Regions from separate parts of the Mus musculus genome. Here all the other regions are linked to region 2. Evidence: chromatin contacts called from public Micro-C and capture Hi-C data. All regions are on one chromosome and are shown on one strand. The core of a region is the stretch at or near the end of the contact, and the rest is flanking DNA. Distances in the headings are between cores, read along the strand shown.

Region 1 (3,480 bases), core at 70-2,569, 300 kb before region 2:
TAGAAGAAGGCAGGAATTTGAGAAAATAGGGCATGGAGGAGTTGGCATGGTGCGGGTTGGAAATAATATTCATGTATAAATTTTAAAAAACTAAAATTAACTTTTTATTATAAAGGGCTAAAATAGAGAAAGAGATAGGAGATAGTCTAGTCAGAGTATGTAACTATAAAGAGCCTGGGAAACATGAATAAAGCTGTTAAGTTTTGAGTGTTTAACTGGAGAGCACCCCTTTGATAGAGAAAATAGCCACTCCACGGACACATGAAACTATCCCTCCTCTCAAGGAATATTAAAACTGGTTCCATTTGTATAAAATGAGACATGGGCTAATAAGACAAAGATATTAAACGAGAGTTATACTCTGTATCCCAAGCTGGCCTGGGCCTCACTTCCTCCTTCCTAGGTCTCCGGAATGCTGAGGTCACAGGCAGGTCCTCCACACTCAGCTTACACTCGTCATTCTAACCTTAAAACCTATCAGTAACTGCACTCCTCAGTGCTACCAGCAAACACTATGCAAGCATTTAATGAGGGGTAGTAATCTGAACCTTAATAAATCTGATACGCTGTCTCTTGCTGCCAGTGCCTTAAGATGCAGAGATTCAAGTAAGTTAGGAAATGCATAATGAATTAAGGGAACAAATGTCTAGAGTATATATGTATCCTTAAGACATGATTGCAATGGTCAGATACAAATCCACTCATGATCAAGGACCACAAATCTAAGCCCTCAGAACACTAATGCCTAGCTAATAATGACCCCTGAGATTTTAATGAAAGAATATTTACTGCTCTTTTACTGGAACATATGTCAATTCTGAGATAAATGGGTTACAGAGATGATTTAAGGCATATTAATGCTCCAAAAATAAAGTCAAATAAAATTTTGTTAAAATTTTAAACAACAAGATATTGGGAAGCAGAGACGGGAGTTAAGTGGAATATAAACTCCTAGCAGAGAGGAGTGCGGGAGAAGCGTTCGCTTCCCTTCCAGTGTGCTGCTAAATAGCCCACTGAAACCCTGCTGGACACTGTGTAGGGAAGAAAGGAAACTGACTGAACCTGGCTAACCAAAAAAGGAAAGATCTTCTGATGGTGCTACGTATGTGCACTCATGGGCTCACACAAGGATGCCTGTTCTGTCATGGTAACTGTCAGTTATTACCTGAAGATGCTGCTGAAATCAGATGACTCCCTGAAAGCTGACATTATAAGGATACTAGATACTAGAGAGAGAATGTAGCCACACAGTGGGTGCTGGTGAGACACACACTGGCAGGCAGTGTTGAAAGCCTACACAGACATTAGTTCTATTGTTTTACCACAAAGCAGGGCTTCCATTCCTTTACTGAGAGGAAGGCACACCCAGAGACCATTCTCCTCCCTCCTCAGTAGGAACCTTTCCATCCAGTTAAACTCTACGTCCTCTAGATCCAGCAGCTCCTCTAACTAGTACTGTTTTTTAGACCTGTATCTTCCCATTTCTGCTTCTCTCCAGGTGCACAAGACATCTTTTGTTCAGTACGAAGCTAACTATGTTACCTTCCTGGAGGACGCCTCCCCTGCTCCCCCTAAAGGCTGGAACACCAGTAGGTTGAACGGCTCCTGTCTTGCAGCCCATTCTTTCTAAAGTTATGTTCTATCGTATCCACTTCTCAGATCCTGAATTGTTTGTTTCTGTAACTACTTCCACTTAAAAGTGTCCCTCCCGGTTGCCACTGTAGCAAGCACAACCCTGCTTTAAGAACTTATTCCCACTGTGGGGAGACACATGCTAACTGCCCACGTGACTGAACTCCCAGGGAGCAGTTTGCTCTTTTAAGTAACATTTGTGGGAGCATAACTGCCTGTAAGATACAAGATCTCCAGTGTGAAGAAGCTGGATGTTGGGGATGCAAGCTCTACATCGTTACAGCACAGCCAATGGGGAAGCTTGAAACAACACAGATGAGTCAAAACGGCAGGACGAAGAAAATCAACTTTGCCGCAACAGCCAGAGTGTTCTTCACAGATGAGTCCACGGTGCTCTTCGAAGACAAAACTTAGTGTTCTGAGGCCATGGGGAAGGGCAGCCCAGGTAGCGCTAAAGCATCAAGTTAGAAGCAGACGGGGTACACTGACACAGTACAACTCTACGAGGCAAGGGGCGGGAGTAGAATGTGGGCTTCCCCAGGCAAGCATGAGGAAGCCCTGCGAGCTCACACAGGGGCAATGGCAACATTCTGTCCACATTTTATAACAAACCCTAGTAGCCACCTGGCAGACAGACCAAAATAATCTGATTAGAAACAGGAGGTCTGACTATATTAGTATTTTAAGAAAATGATTTTAAAGGCATATAACATGAAGTGGTGTGGGAACAAAATGGAAGAAAAAAATTAAAAATGGTATCTAGGAAGTAAAATCTGTAAGGTGTAATTGGTTTTACATGTACAGAAGGTAGGCGGGGTAACTGTAGATGACGTCCCTTCACAGAGGGTGTGAGCAAAGGACACAGAAAGGCTGAGGAACATGGGCCCTGGAGAAAATGCATTCCACGTCAGACAGAAGAGGGAGGCAGCCCTGAGAAACTCAGGTGCAGATGTGCGGTCCACAGGCGAAGCATGCCAGGTTCATCCTGAGGCAGAAGCCAGGAGTGAGACAGTGGTGTTCAGAGGGTGACTATGGAATTCAATGTGGGACCGGAATGAGTGTCAGCAAAGGAGACTGAAAAGAACGGCTGTCAAAGGCCGTCCAGGCCTGGCCTGGCACAGACATATTGAGAAGCGCATGCAATATCATCAGTATTTCAAGATTCCAAGATGCAAAAGCTTAAAAAAAAATTAAACCCAAGCACAGAGAGGACCAACTCACAGAGGAAGGCTTCTAGGAAGACAGGAAGAAAAACATGAACGGCAAAGAAGCAGCTTAGCAGCAAGCTAGAGAGAGGCCAAAGGCCCGCCCGCAGCCTGAGCTGGAGGGAGGCACACGCAGGTGGCACAGAGCTGCAGGTGGCACAGGGCTGCAGGGGGCACAGAGCTGCAGGGGGCACAGAGCTGCAGGGGGCACAGAGCTGCAGGGGGCACAGAGCTGCAGGGGGCACAGGGCTGCAGGTGGCACAGGGCTGCAGGGGGCGCTGCTGGACAAGGCAGCTCAAGCTGAACTGATTGTAACTCACCCTACCACTTCCGTATGCGGCTGCCACATACGGAAGGCGTGAAATGTTTCACAGATCACTTTCTTTTGGCTAAACTATGTAGACTATTTTTAAGGAGCTGGAAGAGAGTATATTATTGTAAGAAGAATTGTACTGAAATGTTAGCAGGCAAAACGATGCGCTTCCTTGGCTGTTTCCCTACTCACCGCATTATAGCTGCTGCTTTTTTTTTTTTTTAAAGATTTTATTTATTTTATGTATGTGAGTACACTGTAGCTGTACAGATGGTTGTGAGCCTTCATGTGGTTGTAGGGAATTGAATTTTTAGGACCTCCGGTTGGCTC
Region 2 (3,442 bases), core at 338-2,837:
CAGGTCAGCAGTAGAGCAGGATAGCAGGAAATGAAGCCCTGGGGGCTAATGCCCAGCAACACCCCTTCCTCTGCAGGTACTCAGAAAGTGGCACTGCAGGCAGGCAGGCAGGCATGTGACTCAGGCAGTGTCACCATGCAGTACACCTAAGCCACTCGGGCTGTAGCCCGCAGCAGCTGCATGTATAGCAACTTCATCCACCTGAGTGACTAGCAAAGCGGGCTTTGAGCTCAGGGAGACCTCAGATAAGACTGAAGTATTTCAATCTCAGGAACTACCACAGGGACACGCCTACAACAGCTAGAGTAATTCAAACAAACAAACAAACAAACACAAAGCAATAGATTAAAAACAGTTCTCATCGGGGCTGGTGAGATGGCTCAGTGGGTAAGGGCACCCGACTGCTCTTCCGAAGGTCCGAAGTTCAAATCCCAGCAACCACATGGTGGCTCACAACCACCTGTAATGAGATCTGGTGCCCTCTTCCGGTGTATCTGAAGACAACTACAGTGTACTTACATATAATAAATAAATAAATCTTTAAAAAAAAAAAAACAGTTCTCATCAAGAATTGGCTAAGTCTTTCCCCCCCATTTTTTAAAATTCCTAAACAAATAAAGAATAGATCTGCAAAACAGTGGGGTAGAGGCCTGGACTTAACAAAACTTTATGGGGATTCTTGAACACTATGTGCTTTAAACATCTCAATTCCAGGACATCCTACTCCAGTTTAAACACAGGAAGAAATGGTCTGCTTAGAAACAGACTCTGTGAAGACAAAGCCAGAAGCTGTCCCAGCTCCTAAGATGTTTTCTTTTTCAAATCTCAGCAATTTGGGGCTGAAGCGGGGAGGGCTGGAGGAGGTCCGTGATGCATATTCATTAACTTGCTGATAGCAACTGAGTGATCCTTTAAAGAAGAGAAAGTGTTCCTCTAGAGGATGGCCAGCTAGTAAAACAGACAGGATGCGAGGGAGACTCTGAGCTCAGCCTTGCCAGCTCACAGTGCAGCCCCAGCACACAGCCAGTGCTCATGGCCTGGAGACTGACCGGTGCCAGCTGTCTATCTGACTTACTATTCTGAGCCATGTCACCACATCTACAGCACATGCAGAAGTGAGAGGTGCTGAGGGGGACTTGAACTTTTATTCATAACTATATTCGTAAAGTGTCTGTGATTTAAGAAGCACCTTTGCAGGCAGCTTGCTGGATTAGTCTGATGTGTGAGGCGAGGCTTTGAGGTCCTGTGGTCCACACTGGTCTTAGTGAAGCTCTTTGTGGCAACAGAAAAAGAGCTGTTTCACTCTGATGGAGACTAGGAAGGGGTTGGTATCAAAGGGGAAAGAGGTTAGACACAGCACCTCTTCTAGGTTGGCTGGAATATTTACCTCCGCTTCCTTCACTTTCTGCACAGACTAACAGACGAACAAGTAAACCATGACTGGAAAATCCACACAGACTCTGAGATTAAGAGTCTCAGCAATGTATCCTCTTTAAAGTGCCTTTAGTTCCCCGCTGTCGGGACTCAGGGAGCTCAAAGGATCTAGTGCAGTCCTGCTCAAAGGGCGGGGCTTGCCTCAGACCTGGGTCTCTGCTCTGGCTCTATCCCTGGCCTTTTTCCTGTCTTTCACACAGATCTTACACGGTACTCCTGCAGCTATTTTAGTGTCCAAAGGGAAGTGCGCCCACGCATGTGCCAACTTTAAATGACTTCTCTACGATTTCCTTCCTAGTCAGGTGTGCTTTATAATAACAAACAGTAACAAAGGCTTTTTTTTTTTTAATGACTTAAGATATTCAGTGGCTTTTGTCTTGCAAGCGTCAGCAGTAACGTCAGAGGATTGTATCCAAGGAGCTAAATGTGCAGGACCCAGGGTCAGAGCAGCTGAATACACCAACCTCAGAAAACACAGACAATGAATTGCAAATGACACTCACAACAAAACGAGGAAAAAAACCTTCACACAGAAGACTACAAAAGAACTCTACAGACACTGAATTGGCTTTCTGTGCACACTGATCCTGCTTAACTGTGTGTGGTAGCTAACCCAACTGGCTTCAGACGTGTGGGGCCATAAAATAAAGGTTGGGTTTTTATTTTTTGGGGTGGGAAGGGTTGTGATAAAAATATTTTTTCTTCTTTTAACTCTATCGTTTATTTTTAAAGCAGTTTCACACGCTGAGGATGGCCAGTGCTTCTGTTTGCATTTTCAAACAAAATGAGTGGCATTAGTCATACAGTGATTGGCCTTGTTAATTCTGCCGAAGGCTGCACACAAAAGGTGCATTGTTTCAGTGGGGATTCACATCATCAAACAAAATGGTTTGGTAAACCCAAAAGAAGTGATAGCCCTTTCATGGCACATAGGGTGCAGTACTGTATATTTCAACTTGTTAGCAAGTCAGGAGCACAGGCAGGACCCCGGCCCACACTGCCGAGGATGAATAGCAAGCCAAACTGATGAGCCACTGCTCAGCTTTCCTACTGGGAATTACTCCCAACTGTCCAGGCCTTACACCACTCAGGTAAACGGTGGCAGGATAAAATGTTTTCTGTCTCTCCATAGCCAGCCAAAGGGCACATGAAGCTCAGGAAGAAATATCTGTACTTCCTGCCTGTAGCGAGGTAGCAGGATTTCTTAATGGCCAGCTGCAGTGGGAAGAGGGACAGAGGCTGAACGTGGCAATGCAGACCCTTCCCCTCTACTGTTGGTTCACAATGCTTGAAAGTGCAGCTCCTGTAGCCCTTGAGATTAGAAATGACACTCTTATTGGGAATGACGATTCATTAAGTTCACTAGGATCTGAACAACATTTTCAACAAGTCTGTAAGTCAAACTTGTCTATGGGGTGGATCTTTGACTCGGCTTCATGCATTGCACCTGCCTCCATGTAGCACATATTCTCTACCACATCGCTACATCTTCTTACCACAGAGATACACCAAGCATCAAGAGTCCCGTGAGATGCTAGCTCCTGTTTCCTCTTTGAAAGCTGCTTCCCTTTTGAGACTTGGTGCAGTTCCACCTACACCAACACTCTCTCTCTCCCTTAATTCCCAGATCCCAGCTACTCGTGTAATCTGGCAGACTCTCCCGCTGCACTGATACCCTGTAAGCAGAAAGCTCTGTCTGACCCTGTCTGTTTTCAGGCTCCTTCCCCGACATCTGACTGCCAGGTCTTGCTCAGTGGATATATGATGCTCAGATACATGATGTATGGATAAACCAGAAGGGGAAAGAAATGGGTTTGGAAACTAGTTGTAGGAGACTCAAGAGTACCTGCAAGAACAGGACAGGTTCATGACTGTCACACAGGCAGACAACTTAGGCACACAGGTTCATGACAGTTGTGCAGACAGCCTAGGTGCATATGACACTCAGCCAATCTCCTCACACTGTAATCATTTCCTCCTTTGCCTTCCCTTGTTCTGCTCTCATACG
Region 3 (3,418 bases), core at 902-3,401, 350 kb before region 2:
CTTTGTTCTGATTCCAACTTTGTTTTCGTTTTCTGATCCTCTGAGATCAGAAGCAAACAGACTCATTGCTCTTGCCATGTGAGCTGAAAACAGCCACAACAGCCGCAAGCCTTCCATGATGACTGTACCCTCTCAAACCATGAGCCAAGATAAATTCTTCCTTAAGCATTCCATCACAATGACTAGAAAATTAACTGACATTAGTGTTGGGTGGTGGGGTCCTTTATCTGTGGATCTCTGTGACTGGGAGAAACGTGAAAGATTCACGCTCTGTAGGCCAGAGCAGCCCTTAAATGTAACAGAATTTCGTGGGAGGATTCTGGTAGGATATTGCTAGCTTACTGGCGTTTCTCTAGACTCCTCCCAGGAACCTAGCAATGGCATCTACTGCCATTACCTGCTCACCATCGCCACCTGGTTCTCTCTGTTCCCTCATGTTTCTGACAGGTCTCTCTTTCCCCCTTTCTGTCTTTCTCTAACTTTTTTTTTGCTATCATGGCTCTGCTCCTGCCTGCCTGCCTGTCTGTCTGTCTGTCTGCCTGCCTGTCTGTCTGTCTGTCTGTCTCTTTTCCCTTTCCAGGCCCTCATGCCTCTCCCTCCCTTCAGACAAACCCCCTTTACACCAGAGCTGCTGCATGGCGTTATTTCTCATGGGACACCTTGGTATGGGGCTGCCAGGTATCCACCCCTGCATTAAATTCCATAACAGATACAGAGAGCCAAAATGCTGAGAGAAACTATTTGTGTGTTTGTGTGCGTGTCCATGTGTGTGCACGCACGTAGGGATCCACGTGTGGACGTTTTCATGCAAGTCCAGGCGGCCACAGAGGCTGGAGGCATTGGAAGCCCCTGAGGCTGGAGTTACAGGTGGTGGTAAGCTACCTGGCACAGAAGCAAGCTGTGAACTGGACTTCCATTTTCTGCAAGAATAGACCACTGAGCCATCTCTCCAGCCTGCTTTCTCTTAATTCAGAGCAGGACCTAAGCCCCTGGAATGGTGCCACCCACAGGCAGGTCTCCTACCTCAATTAACTCCATCTCAATAATCTCTTACAGGAGTGTCTAGAATATGACCTCAAGGTAAGACTTGAAAGTGACCTTTCAAAAAAAATTTAAGGTTTTTTCCCCCATTTAGCATCACAAAGATTATAGGGTTCAGAAAACACCCTTTATTTATTATTAACCACTTGATATATCCAGCAGATGTCTCATAATTATTTTATGTCTTTATTTGGCATCATAATTTTTTAATGATCTTACCATAATTTAAATGCTGGTATCCCTCTTGAAGTCATGTGATGAAATGCACGGCTCACAGTGATGGTGTGAAGTCCAGAGACACTGGGGAAGTGACTACATGAAGACTGCCTTACAGACTCAGTGCTCTTATAAAAAGAAAACCTCGAGGTTCGTGTGTGTGTGTGTGTGTGTGTGTGTGTGTGTGTGTGTTGCTTATAATGAAATACAACGTGTTGAGAGGTTACCTGGTCGGCCAATGCCAACATGTCCCCTGAGAATCATGTCCTGCAACAGATCTGGTATGGTTTATTTGGGGGAAGGAGGGGAGTGAGGACCTGGAGAAGGGGTAGAGGTGGACAGACAGAAACAGAGCCATGAGGGCAGAGAAGTGAGGGACAGAGGACAGAAAGGGGGAGAGACATACAGAGAGAGAGAGAGAGAGAGAGAGAGAGAGAGAGAGGCCATGAACACGCAGGAACAAAATTGGGAGAATGAATGGGATGGTGAGCAGTCCATTTTTTGGTTTGGTTTGGTTTTGGTTTTGGTTTTGGTCTTGGTCTTGGTCTTGGTCTTGGTCTTGGTCTTGGTCTTGGTCTTGGTCTTGGTCTTGGTATTACGAGACAGGGTTTTTCTGTGTAGCCTTGGCTGTCCTGGAACTCATTTTGTAGACCAGGCTGTCCTCGAACTCAGAAATCTGCCTGCCTCTGCCTCCCAAGAGCTGAGACTAAAGGTGTGTGTCACCATTTTTTTTAAAAATTCATTTAATTTTTTTTTTTAACTTAATCACTTTACATCCTGCTCACTGCCAACCTCCCAGTCATCCCCTCCCACAATCCTTCAAGAACAGACCTTGCCCTCATCTGAAAAGGACAGGTCTGCTCCACTCACAGGCCCCACCCACTCCCCAGCTTCCATCCTCTGGTCTGCAGGCCTCCCCCACATCTCTGCTTGCTGTCGCGGTTCCTCCAAAGGAAAGAGCTTGCCCAGAAGTTGGCAGGCTTTGTGGACAAACCACAGAGACAAGTTGTAGTTTAAAAAGCTCAGTAGCAGGTGCTCCCCCCTCCCTGTCACCCTGCAGTGACAACCAGCCAGGAGCTCCCCAAGTTCGTGCTTTGATTGGAGGAACCTGGATTTCCCTTTCATCCTGTGCAGCTGCCTGGGTCAAAAATCTCTGGCAGAAGGTGGGGGAGGGGGGTCTCTGAGGCGTGGGCGGGGCCTGAGGAGGAGCGTGTCTACTGCAAACCATTGCTGGGTCTTTCCTAAGAATTGACTCTGGGGATCAAGCAAACGCTGACAAAACACCTCTTCTCTAATGGGTGATCGTGTTGTGTGTGGGCAGTGTGAGTGGAGACTTCAGGAACTTTTAGGGCCTGGAGTAAACTTACTTAATTGAAGTTTCTGCGTGAGATCTGGGCTTGAATACTGAGCCTGCTTGTGGGGCAGTGGAACGTGCCAGGAGACTTGGTAAGGTTGAATGGGTTTGGAAGCCCCAGCTCCTCATACCAGAAGATATTAGGGGCTTCATTTGTTCCCAACCAGCCCCTGTCACGTGACCACAGCACCCCATGGAGAGGGTCATGAGATTGGTCAAATAGGTGCAACACCCCAACCCCCTTCACATGAAAATGAGGCATCCCCAACTTCTCAGACCAAGCCAAGAGAAAGCATCTGCTGTCAGACGCCAAGCCACCCCAAAATGTGTATAAAACCCTATCCAGAAGGAGTAAAGGTGTGGGGACTGCTCCATCAAGGGTCATCTGAGAACTTCTGTCACAAAAGAGCTCTTCTGTAACACTCCTTGGGGAAGAGGGCGTCTCTTTGGCCTAAGGCTTTCTCTGCCTCTGTCTCTGTCTGTCTCTGACTCTGAATCTCTTTCCCTGCTCCCCCCCCACCCACCCCACCCCCGTGTATGTGTTGTGTGCGTGCACATGTAAGTTGTGGGTCAAGTCTCTGGCCACCATGTAATGCTCTTTAAGTGTCACCAGTCAAATGCTGAAGGTCACTAAAGGTCACCTGTGCCTAAGTCCTGCCTACCTAGCCGGTCTCCCTGTTTCTTTTAACGCTGCTTTCATCATTACTTTTCCCTGTTACTTTCACAGCACCAAACACCTGACGCAGTAGTGAGTGGGAGCCAGGCATACTGGCCACACCTTTTATCCCAGCGCTCGGGCCGCAGAGG

What was found. Hi-C and Micro-C count contacts between places; a contact is called where the count stands out from the background. Capture Hi-C pulls out chosen DNA fragments and counts their contacts.
Region 1: a Micro-C map of embryonic stem cells shows a contact between it and region 2, with 2.8 times the contacts expected there. The contact joins two enhancer-like sites. A contact is called at or near these places in 2 of 484 Hi-C or Micro-C datasets (both in embryonic stem cells), 2 of 115 datasets of contacts at active chromatin or transcription factors (embryonic basal ganglia and trophoblast stem cells) and 1 of 9 other capture datasets (embryonic stem cells).
Region 3: a contact with region 2 is called in a capture Hi-C map of embryonic stem cells, with 3 times the contacts expected there. The contact joins two enhancer-like sites. A contact is called at or near these places in 2 of 15 datasets of contacts at CTCF or cohesin (the NIH/3T3 cell line and pro-B cells), 2 of 484 Hi-C or Micro-C datasets (bone marrow-derived macrophages and forebrain), 7 of 115 datasets of contacts at active chromatin or transcription factors (bone marrow-derived macrophages, embryonic basal ganglia, embryonic forebrain and 4 more) and 1 of 9 other capture datasets (embryonic stem cells).

What each region holds. Positions count from the first base shown.
Region 1 is chr10:84,985,825-84,989,304 of GRCm38.p6, reverse strand. All of the region lies in intron 7 of Ric8b (RIC8 guanine nucleotide exchange factor B), which reads right to left. Gm34633 (a long non-coding RNA gene) reads left to right here. Exons shown (of 3, transcript XR_003948930.1): 2 at 1,499-1,589. Among named protein-coding and RNA genes, the nearest start is that of Gm34633, 16 kb to the left of the region's middle. Within about 2 kb of position 1,319, at least 15 of the 459 cell types and tissues checked have an H3K27ac peak or open chromatin away from gene starts, as enhancers often do. A contact at or near this core is called in embryonic stem cells, where this site is marked.
Region 2 is chr10:84,684,561-84,688,002 of GRCm38.p6, reverse strand. The region is part of intron 19 of Polr3b (polymerase (RNA) III (DNA directed) polypeptide B); the gene reads right to left. Among named protein-coding and RNA genes, the nearest start is that of Gm17249, 64 kb to the right of the region's middle. Within about 2 kb of position 1,587, at least 69 of the 459 cell types and tissues checked have an H3K27ac peak or open chromatin away from gene starts, as enhancers often do. A contact at or near this core is called in embryonic stem cells, where this site is marked.
Region 3 is chr10:85,034,319-85,037,736 of GRCm38.p6, reverse strand. No RefSeq gene overlaps it. Among named protein-coding and RNA genes, the nearest start is that of Gm34633, 32 kb to the right of the region's middle. Within about 2 kb of position 2,151, at least 14 of the 459 cell types and tissues checked have an H3K27ac peak or open chromatin away from gene starts, as enhancers often do. A contact at or near this core is called in embryonic stem cells, where this site is marked.